Regions from separate parts of the Mus musculus genome. Here region 2 is linked to region 1. The links are chromatin contacts, called in public HiChIP or PLAC-seq maps. All regions are on one chromosome and are shown on one strand. Each heading gives the region's core, a stretch centred on a gene start, on an enhancer-like site or on the middle of the called end of the contact. The rest is flanking DNA. Distances are from core to core; before and after follow the strand shown. Region 1 overlaps Slc2a13 (solute carrier family 2 (facilitated glucose transporter), member 13). Region 2 overlaps Lrrk2 (leucine-rich repeat kinase 2).

Region 1 (4,726 bases), core at 1,018-3,517:
TCAAGCTTGCCAGGATCTCTGTCTCTGCCTCCCATCTTGTTTTAGGAGTGCTAGAATTACAAATGTGTTCACTGTATGTAGCTGACTACTACTACTTCTTCTTCTTCTTCTTCTTCTTCTTCTTCTTCTTCTTCTTCTTCTTCTTCTTCTTCTTCCTCTTCCTCTTCTTCCTCTTCTTCCTCTTCTTCCTCTCCTCCTCCTCCTCCTCCTTCTTCTTCTCCTCCTTCCTCTTCTTCTTCCTCTTCTTCCTCTTCTTCTTCTTCCTCTTCCTCCTCCTCCTTCTTCTTCAACATGGGTTCCAGAGAGTTAACTCAGGTCTTGATTTTTACCTGCCTCCCATCTCTGTTCCTAATATAATTATGTTGAGGTGCTCTTTTGCTTATTAGTTGATGAGTGTGATAGTTAACTTAATGGAAGCTAGAAACTTGATGGTAGCAGCAACAGACCCATTAAAGGCTGATCTATATAAGGATTCCACAGACCGCAGAGTAAAGGCTTCATGACCTACAAGGCTCAAGGGTGGACTGAGGTTTGACCCCGTATGAAAGTTAATGACTTACAGGCTTCAGGTGTACTTGACTGACAATGCCTACGGAAGCTTCTGGTAAGATCCATATGGCAAATCTGCAGGGCTCTACCACTTCCCGACACAGAGGAAGGGACCTGCGGATGGACTGTCATCCCCAGCATTCCCCCTTACCCATCCTGTAAGACCCCAAAACCGTCACACCGTATGCACAAGGTCTCACTTCCATGGAAGGATGGTAGCCTGATTTAAGAATAATTCTGCTTCTGGAGATGCCTGCCTGCCTTCTTCTATTTCCACCGCACCTCCATCGTTCCATATCTAACAGAGAAAACAACCCCTCTGACCCAGTCTGTGTGAGTCCAGATCTAATAGGCTCAGGATGCCCACCATGTGTAGGCATTTTTACCCAGATCTTAGACTCACAGGTTGCTGTGCTCTGGCATCTTCACTTCTTGTGAAGGGCGTTCTCTCTGTCCATCCTAAGGGAAATGTAGGCAGTGAGATGCCAAATCCGAGTTTGCTGGTTGTTTAGGATTCAAATGTTAATGTGGAAACAGTCAAGTGACTAAAGGACCTCTCACAAAGCTTTAAGTACAGCCAGATGCACTTCCTCTGCTTTGCTGGGTCATAAATACAATTTCATTTCAACTCTCCCTTCGTAGAATTGACTTGCTAAATCTATACTGCCTGATGTTATAAATTTAGATACTCTAAACTTCTTAATACTTACTAAAATGATATATTCAGCGCTCCGAGTTAGTTCATAAAACATTAAGATGCTGTAAACTACCACTAAGAGTATCTCCTCAGGCAAACGTTTTACAGAGACAATAAGCATAAAAACCTTCACTAAAGGTCTTTTTGTTTATTCGAAACAGCATTCACTGGGTTTGTAAAAGTTCTGTTAATTTACAAGCGTTTGTATGGGATACATGGGTTTTGCTAAGAGCTTTCTCCTAAAGTCTATGACAGAAAATAAGTTTTACTCATCCTTCAACCCCCCACCCCCAAAGACTCACAGGTAGCAAAAATCAAAAGCAGCTAAGAGATGAGGTCACTTCATTTGCTGTGTCAGATTGAGGCTGTCACACCTATTTTGGGGCGACCTGTTTTGTGTGATGTAGCAGTCCCAAGTGAGAGACTTCCCTACGGCCATCATTTATTTGTGTTATGTTGTGCCCGGGACCACAACTCTTTCTTTTGGGGTCTCTCCTGAGTTTCCATTCAAGACAGAATGGAAACTCCCTTGTCTGGGAGGCAAGGAGGATACAGCCACCATTTAGAAGTATTTAGACAAGGCATGGGAAGCCCTCTCCACTACTTTTTCTTTCCCAGTATGGCAACTCCTCTTCAATTCCTAAGGACTCACTTGTATCCTTCATAATGTGTGGAAACTGGATCTCCAAACTTTAAAAAGGGACAGGATGCGTTTTTCCTGCAAAACCACATGGCCACTGCAGACGTAGAGGGAAGGCTTGGTCTAAAACTGGAAACAGCAATTATAGGAGCATTGTATAAGTAGATGCCTTTGTAGACGACAAGACAAATGCTTGGTCCTGCCTTATGTACAACTCTCTATGCTTTAAGAGAGGACTTGGATTCATGCAAGCCACGTAAACGGGACCCAGGATTAACAGCTTTCTTAATAGGTGGGGGCATTTTCAACCAGAAGAGGGTCACTTCTTACAGAGATAAAACCTTTGACAACACTGCCACCTGCTGGGAAAAAGCCTAGTGCCTCTGTAATGCTGTAACTGCTTCCTTGGGTGTAGCCCTTTTAAGAACTTGGAGAATCTGGACACAGTAGGGCCTAGCAACCATTCTCTATACAGCAACTTAGACACATCAGATACGACTTATGTGGTTTCTCTGATGGCACTGAGAGATGTATAGAGAATTTTGACATCTGTTCCCAAATCACGAGCTATTTCAAAGGGATTACAGTGTTGTTTGGGGACAGTGTTGTTTGGGGACAGATCTGGTTGAACTGAGGCCTACTGACGTTAAGACACAGTTACAGAAATAAAATATTTCTAGATAATGCATATTCAAGCGTTTCTTATAAGATTATTGCTACTGTTACATTTCCAGGGGCAGTCTTACATGTACAATCTACGTAAAGCCTCAGATGTATAATTTTTGTCAAAGACTAGCACTCAGGACCTGGGTAAGCATTTGCGTTCCTCTGCAGGCGACAGAACAAAGAGCTATGCCGCTAGGCCTTGTCAAGACAAGAGATGACGAATGTCTTACATTCTAGCGGTGTTAAAATTGTTGCAGTATTTTGCTAGATGCGCAGAATTGTTCTGAACTGACTTTTGCTGGCTCTGATGCTTGATCTTGTTGACAACTTGAGTGGGTATGGAGCTGAGCTGGAGGCAGAGCCTGGGCGCACCTGGGAGGAATTCTCTTGATTACAGTAAGTGAAGTGGAAAGACTGCCTGTGAATGTGGTGGGATTTCTGGCAGCAACAGGGATCCAAGGAGGTCTGAGGGGAAAGGCTTTTGTGTTTTATGTCTTTGCCTTCTTGTCAGACTGGTGCGTTCATCTACCCTAGCGGTTCTCAGCGATTTATAACAGTAGCAAGATGGCAATATGAAGTAGCAGAGAACATAATTTTGTGGCTGGGAGTCAGCGCAATATGAGGAACTGCATTAAAGGGTCACAGCATTAGGAAGGTTGAGCACCATTCATCTATCCATATTTGCATCTTTCTATGAGTTCATTAGCTGTGGCTGCCACCAGCACAGCCATTGACATTCTTTACTAAGGTAAGAATCCAGATTCTTTTTTTTTCCTTCCAATGTGGACTGAAGACCATGGGTTCCCAGGAATCCTCCAGGCTTTGAGCACTGTCTGGAGCACTGCTGAGACTCTAGCCCAGGGGACTGGGCACTGCCAGTCCTCAGACTCTAGTGAAGGCAGCCAGTGTTGGGCCACCCAGACTGTAATGTCCCAATCAGTTTGTTTCTTTTGAGAACGCTGACTAATACGCTTGCTAAACTTAAAATGTTATTTTAAGGACAGGCCTCATGTGAAGAAATGTTTTTTATATTACTTCTCCACATTGAATATGTACACTTTTTGGCAATGTGTGACGGACTCTTTTTTTTTCACTTAGGGCAATCGAGTTGTTGTTCAACATTCTTTAATTGTGAATAGATAAAATTTGTGCTATAAATAAAATGATAAAATTAGATTAAAATTATTATTTGTGTGTTTGTGTGTGTCTATGAGCATGCTTGTGACACAGCATCCGTGTGGAGGTGAGAGAAGAAAGACAATATGGTGAAGTTGCTTTTACTCATCCACCTTCATATTTTAACATCTAGTTTGACATATATGTATGTGTGTACATCATAAAGCTATAAAAGAAGCAATGCTATGTTCCTTAACTCTCCAGATAACTGTCAGAATTATAATCTTACCAGATAATACTGGTAAGAGAAAATATCCTCATAGCTGTAAAGGCATGCCACATGTCACTGTGTGCTAGTATGCGGTACGAGGCTGTACTGGTAAGTCTTGGAAACATGCCACAGTCTAAAGAGCCCTGGGATATGTGTCTCATGCTTTTCTGATACAAGCACACACCAATACACATAACCGATGGTCTGTGAAGATTTCCACAGCACTCTGTAAAAGGATGTGGAAACAGCGGCAGCCACTCTTAGCTTTTCCACTCCAAACACCTTAAAGGCGCACGCAAGGCTGGCATCTCTACACTACAGCTGCTATTTTCTGAGCACTACAGACAATAAGTTTATCTGAAGCTACACATCTAACTTAGCTGTAAAGTTCTAAAGGGATAAAATGTTATTAAATCATCATATCAGAATATTCAATTGCAATCTACTTTTACTCAATTTTCTTTTTCCTTATCACAAGCCAAACATAAAGGAGAAAGCAGTTAACTTGAAAGTCTTGAAAAGACTTTCTGATGCCTTTTAAATTACCCTTTAATTACATATATAATGTCTCACTGCAGGGACAGCATCGACTTACATCAATGAAAGAGTATATCAACGATCTAGATGAGTCACAGAAGTCTGGTACCATTGGAAGAGATCACAAAGAATATGCACTGTAAGGCATTTGTGCTTGATGAGACTCGCTAGATACCAAATTGAATGTTGACCTACTTTTAAAGAAGTCTGAAAAATGGGTAAGAAAAAGATGAACATTTAAGCTGGGTGG
Region 2 (4,858 bases), core at 1,537-4,036, 410 kb after region 1:
CTTCCTCGATTTGCCAGAGGAGTTTAGAAGCAGAATATCAAGGGTGTTCCTCCCTGCCTCCCCCCCCAGTACCCCCCCCCCCAGCCAAGAACATTTCGCAGAAGGTAAAAATGTGACTGAGATAGGTCTGGCTGGGCCCTAGGGGCAGATAAAGAAGGCCTTCACACATTGCTGCTGGTTGTGGGAAGTCCCAGGCACTAGCCTGAAACAGCTGATATTTGGGACTGTCACAGACAATATGGCCACCCCTGGGTCTTTATGCATGAAGATTGTGTGTGTGTGTGTGTGTGTGTGATCTAGATTATTTTCCTCTTTTTGAGATAGTTTCTTTAAAAAAAAAGAATGAAATGTTTATAGTTTTTTGGTGTGTTTTGTTTTTTTGTTGTTTTTGTTTTTTATTTATTTATTTATTTTAAAGGTGAGCCAAGCCTCTTCAGGCAGCTGGTCTAGTCTGAGAGTCTTCTGGGAAGCTCTGCAGGTGCCGGTGCCTGTCCTTTTCAGGCCTGGGCTGCTCTGAGGGAGTCATTCGGCAGTTCTCACAGCTCATACAGACTTGGGACGGAGAAGCCTAGTGAATCTTGTCACTTTCAGGGTTCCTGAAGGGTCTGAGTAGTTCATTCCCCGAGTTTAATGAGCTTTCCCTCGGGGTGAGATGTTTCTGCCTCTTCCTAGGACACACAGAGCCTTAATGAGCTTCCTCCTATGTGGAGGTTTAGTCTCGGAGGAAGCCGAATGACTTTATTGCTGATACGAGCCAGCTATCGAATGGTTGGGCTTCGGGATTCTTCCAAAAAGAATAAAATAGAAGAATCAGAAAATAAACTTCAGAAGCTCTGAGTTTGGGGCATAAGGATTAAATAAATTCATTTTCACGAAGGATTAGGACAGGCTTGGTGCATTTTAAGTTGTCAGTAAATCTAGCTGCTAACAATATGGTTATTATATATGAATAATGTAAGATGTGTGCACCACACCTACAGACTCATAAAGAATGGAGTTACTTGTCTTTCACACAAGTCCAGCTAAGCTATCCTTAGGTAATATATCTCTGTCACATTTCTCCTTTCATAAATGCTGTTTTTGAAAACTCATTTGCAATATTTAACTTTCGGTTCTGGTGGTGCTGGAAGTGTGTGGGCAAGTTTCAGTTGAGGAGGTACTGTGTGGGGCAAATAGCCACGCTGCCTTCCAGAGCGGCATGTTTCGTCACCCGTGAAAGAAGAGAGGGTTCCATGAAGGTTCGATGTCCTGGTGTAGGGAAATTCGATGGCAGGGAGGCAGGAGTGGGTGGGTGCTTAGGTTGGGGAACACCCTCATAGAAGCAGGGGGAGGGGGATAGGATAGGGAGTTTGGGGCAGGGAACTGGAAAAGGGATGATAACATTTGAAATGTAAATAAAGAAAATATTCAATTTTAAAAAAAAAAAGGCTGGGCGTGGTGGCGCACACCTTTAATCCCAGCACTTGGGAGGCAGAGGCAGGCGAATTTCTGAGTTCAAGGCCAGCCTGGTCTACAGAGTGAGTTCCAGGACAGCCAGGGCTACATAGAGAAAAACCCTGTCTCAAAATAAATAAATAAAATACAAAATAAAAATAAAAAATAAAAAGAGTGGCTCAGATGTCTTGGAGAAGCCAAGGGTTTAATGTGAACTAATAAACTTTGGATATAAAGTCTGGTGATGCTAACCTGGAAGAGGAACCTTGATATGTATTATGCAGGGGTCCTGGCCTTGCCTCTTTCTAGTTAAAGGATTTTGGTGTTTCCTCCTCCAAACAACAAGTTTTTTAATCTGGAAAATGGGGGTGTGAACATTTTTCTGGGCTGTTGCCAGTGATCCACATACTGACCAGAAGGAAGGTGTTACCTTCATAAAACTAAAGCAAAAAGATATCGGGGCTATTGCAGATCTAATTATTGAGGTCAGAATTTAAACTCTTGAAGTTTTTGTTGGATTGAAATGGATTTTCTTGAAGTTTTGGATTGGTTCAAATGCATTTTCTTATAGCTTTTCCTGTTAAAAATTCCATTGGCTCTTATGACCCATATTTGTTTCAGTTCGATGCTTTTACAAATAAACCAGGCTGTACTTTCTTTTTCCAATAAACAACCAATTTCTATCTCTAGTAACCCTTCTCTGGATACAATGGCAGCAGTGGTCCCTAAAATACTAACAGTGATGAAAGCCCACGGAACGTCTCTGTCAGTCCAGCTGGAGGCGCTGCGAGCTATCTTGCATTTCGTTGTGCCAGGTGAGTCACGGAACGGATCCGCACTGAGAGGCAGCCATTTAAAGGGAATTTTGCATTTTCATGACACATTGTTTTCTAGGCCAAGCTTAAAGAACCAGATTCTGACGACCGCGCACGCAGGTCTTTCTGCCAAACCCGAAATTAAGTTCATGAGGAAGAATGACGTAGATGAGCTCATAAGATTATTTAGCACTTCATTTACATAAGAAATAAACACAGGGTAAAAAGCGGACCTCCTGTCCCTAAGGACTATTCATCTCCGATGCTTTGCTATTTTCTTTGCCGCCAGCCATGTTAAAGTTCGAGCTAGTACAGAACAGCCCTTCTCTGTTGCTTCAGACCCATCCTTCTTGTCCGAGGTTAAGTTAGCGCTTCTCCAGCAGAGCCACATGGCCCCTCCCTCATTGACTTTAAGGCCTCCTTCTGCCTGGCTTTCCCCAGCTGTCACCTTGTTTGCCCTTCAGCTCTCTCTAACACACCTGTCCCCACGTTCTTTCAGCACGTATTATTAAACGCCTCCCGTTCTGTTCTGAACACCGCAGTGCTTCACTGGGTTGAATGACACAGGGAATGAGGGCAAAGCGGGATGTCGGGTGCTCAGTAGACAGAAGAGCAGCTGATTGGCTTCACTGCAGACAAAGGTCCGGCATGTCTGAGCACATTGACGCACCTAATGTCTTCAGAGGAGCACATAGGTCAGAGAGTAGATGCCTATGGCTCAAGGAGAAGTCAGCTGGCAAGAACAGCTTCCAGGCAGAAGGAACGTGAGCGCAGAGTGTGGGGGGAGTGAAGACAACCCGGGGAGGGTATGGTGATGAGTCTGGGAGGACAGACCACAGACCCTAAGTGCAATGCTGAGCGATTGCGATTTCAGATGGAGAACAATTAAATTTTATTAACGGCTCAAACATGTTCTGAAAACTTAATAATGGCCTGACTTGAATTATTTTTATTGTTTCTTATATCCTATTTACAAACACTGGAAGGACCCCTTTTAAACTTTTTAAGAAAAATGTGTCCCTCCCGGGCTAACGGGATTGTAGAATTGATACGTTTCTGACGCACTCTGGGAAGAAACCTGAAGTAGTACCATCAAAAGTAAGCATGTGTTTAACATCCTGAGGATGGTTAGAATGCTCTACTACTAAGGGCTGGAGGATGGTTTTCAGGGTATTAATTTACGTCCAATCTAGTAGTATTGCCTCCTTTTTGATCGAAGAAAGTGTGTTATATAAGTCTGAGTCACATTACCCATTTCTTTTAAATATTTTCATGTATACATGCATTTCCCCTTTTGATTATATCTCCACGAATTAAAAAAAAAAGTTTAGATTTCTGAATAGCCTATGTTTAAACTCTTATTTTTGTTTTTTATAAATCTAAAATATACTCACATATACATATGTATTTACACACAGAAATATATGTATTTACACACATGTGTGTGTGTGTGTGTGTGTACCATTAGGGAGTCAAGAGCTTGTTACATACAATTCTGATATCAAGCAGTAAAGTGAATAACCTTTGAAACTATATAAAATGTACTTAATAATATGCATTAATAATTGGGACCACTACCCTGTAGTTCTGTGTCCAAATTTGCAATCCACATCAATGGTGGAGTTATATGGGGTAATTGAGTGGGGGATCCATGTAAGATAGTTGGTTATGAGTTGATGGCAGTCTAATGAGATGATGTAGTGAATGAGGCAGATGTAGTGGATGAGGCAGATGTAGTGGATGAGGCAGATGCAGAGAGAACAGAGATGAGAGATAAGTAGAGGATCGCTAATATTCTTTGTTGCTCATATAAAGTTCCAGCTTTTGTGAAATCCATACTTATTCTCCATAGAATAAAAGTTTACTAAATCAACTCTTTTCCATAGTGTCTAGGTGTTGTTTTCTCTTTCAGAATTAAGAGGATTTTCACTGTGTGACAAGTGTTTTATAAGAAGAGACTCTTACTAATTTTATGTTTTAAACCTGATACTTTGAATAAAAACAGAGACCCGCCTGTGTGTTTTAAATCAATTCATCATTTCCCACTCATCACTGGCAGTTCAGGCATAATTTTTCTTAAAGTTTTATTACTAATTTTTGAATTGTGTAGATTGAGTAAAATGGAACAACAATTTGCACCCCCCTACCCGCTTAGTTCTTTAAGGTAAGGTCTCACTATGTAGCCCAGGGTAGCCTTGAACTCACAGACCTCTACCTGCCTCTCTCTCCAGAGTCCTGGACTTTGAGATTAATAAATTATTTTTGTAGTCTTTCCATGCTCAAAATTTATTCCTTTTAGGTGGGTAGGTTCTTAAAGAGCAGCAAAAGCCTGCTAGCACCATACCTGTTTGTTAATCTCTTTTATTAAAAAACAAAACAAAAAAAAAAAACACTCTTTGGATATGTACTTATTTTGTTAAAGGTTTTCTGGGTGTGTATGTGTCCCCAAGTTTGTATAACTATAACCATATGCATACACTGCACATGGGCACATGGGCAAGTGGTTGTGAACTGCCTCACATGGGACCTGGCCACCTGGCCATTAAGGCTGGAGCCTCTGGAAGCACAGCAAATGCTCTTAAGCTCTGAGCTGTCTGTCTAGCCCTGCA

What was found. HiChIP or PLAC-seq counts read pairs in DNA pulled down with a chosen protein or histone mark.
Region 2: a contact with region 1 is called in an H3K27ac HiChIP or PLAC-seq map of SST interneurons, with 7 times the contacts expected there. The contact joins two enhancer-like sites. A contact is called at or near these places in 1 of 15 datasets of contacts at CTCF or cohesin (the NIH/3T3 cell line) and 3 of 115 datasets of contacts at active chromatin or transcription factors (SST interneurons, embryonic basal ganglia and embryonic limb bud).

What each region holds. Positions count from the first base shown.
Region 1 is chr15:91,302,389-91,307,114 of GRCm38.p6, forward strand. The region is part of intron 7 of Slc2a13 (solute carrier family 2 (facilitated glucose transporter), member 13); the gene reads right to left. Among named protein-coding and RNA genes, the nearest start is that of CN725425, 110 kb to the left of the region's middle. Within about 2 kb of position 2,268, at least 14 of the 459 cell types and tissues checked have an H3K27ac peak or open chromatin away from gene starts, as enhancers often do. A contact at or near this core is called in SST interneurons, where this site is marked.
Region 2 is chr15:91,707,140-91,711,997 of GRCm38.p6, forward strand. It overlaps Lrrk2 (leucine-rich repeat kinase 2), which reads left to right. Exons shown (of 51, transcript NM_025730.3): 13 at 2,125-2,249. Among named protein-coding and RNA genes, the nearest start is that of Lrrk2, 36 kb to the left of the region's middle. Within about 2 kb of position 2,787, at least 10 of the 459 cell types and tissues checked have an H3K27ac peak or open chromatin away from gene starts, as enhancers often do. A contact at or near this core is called in SST interneurons, where this site is marked.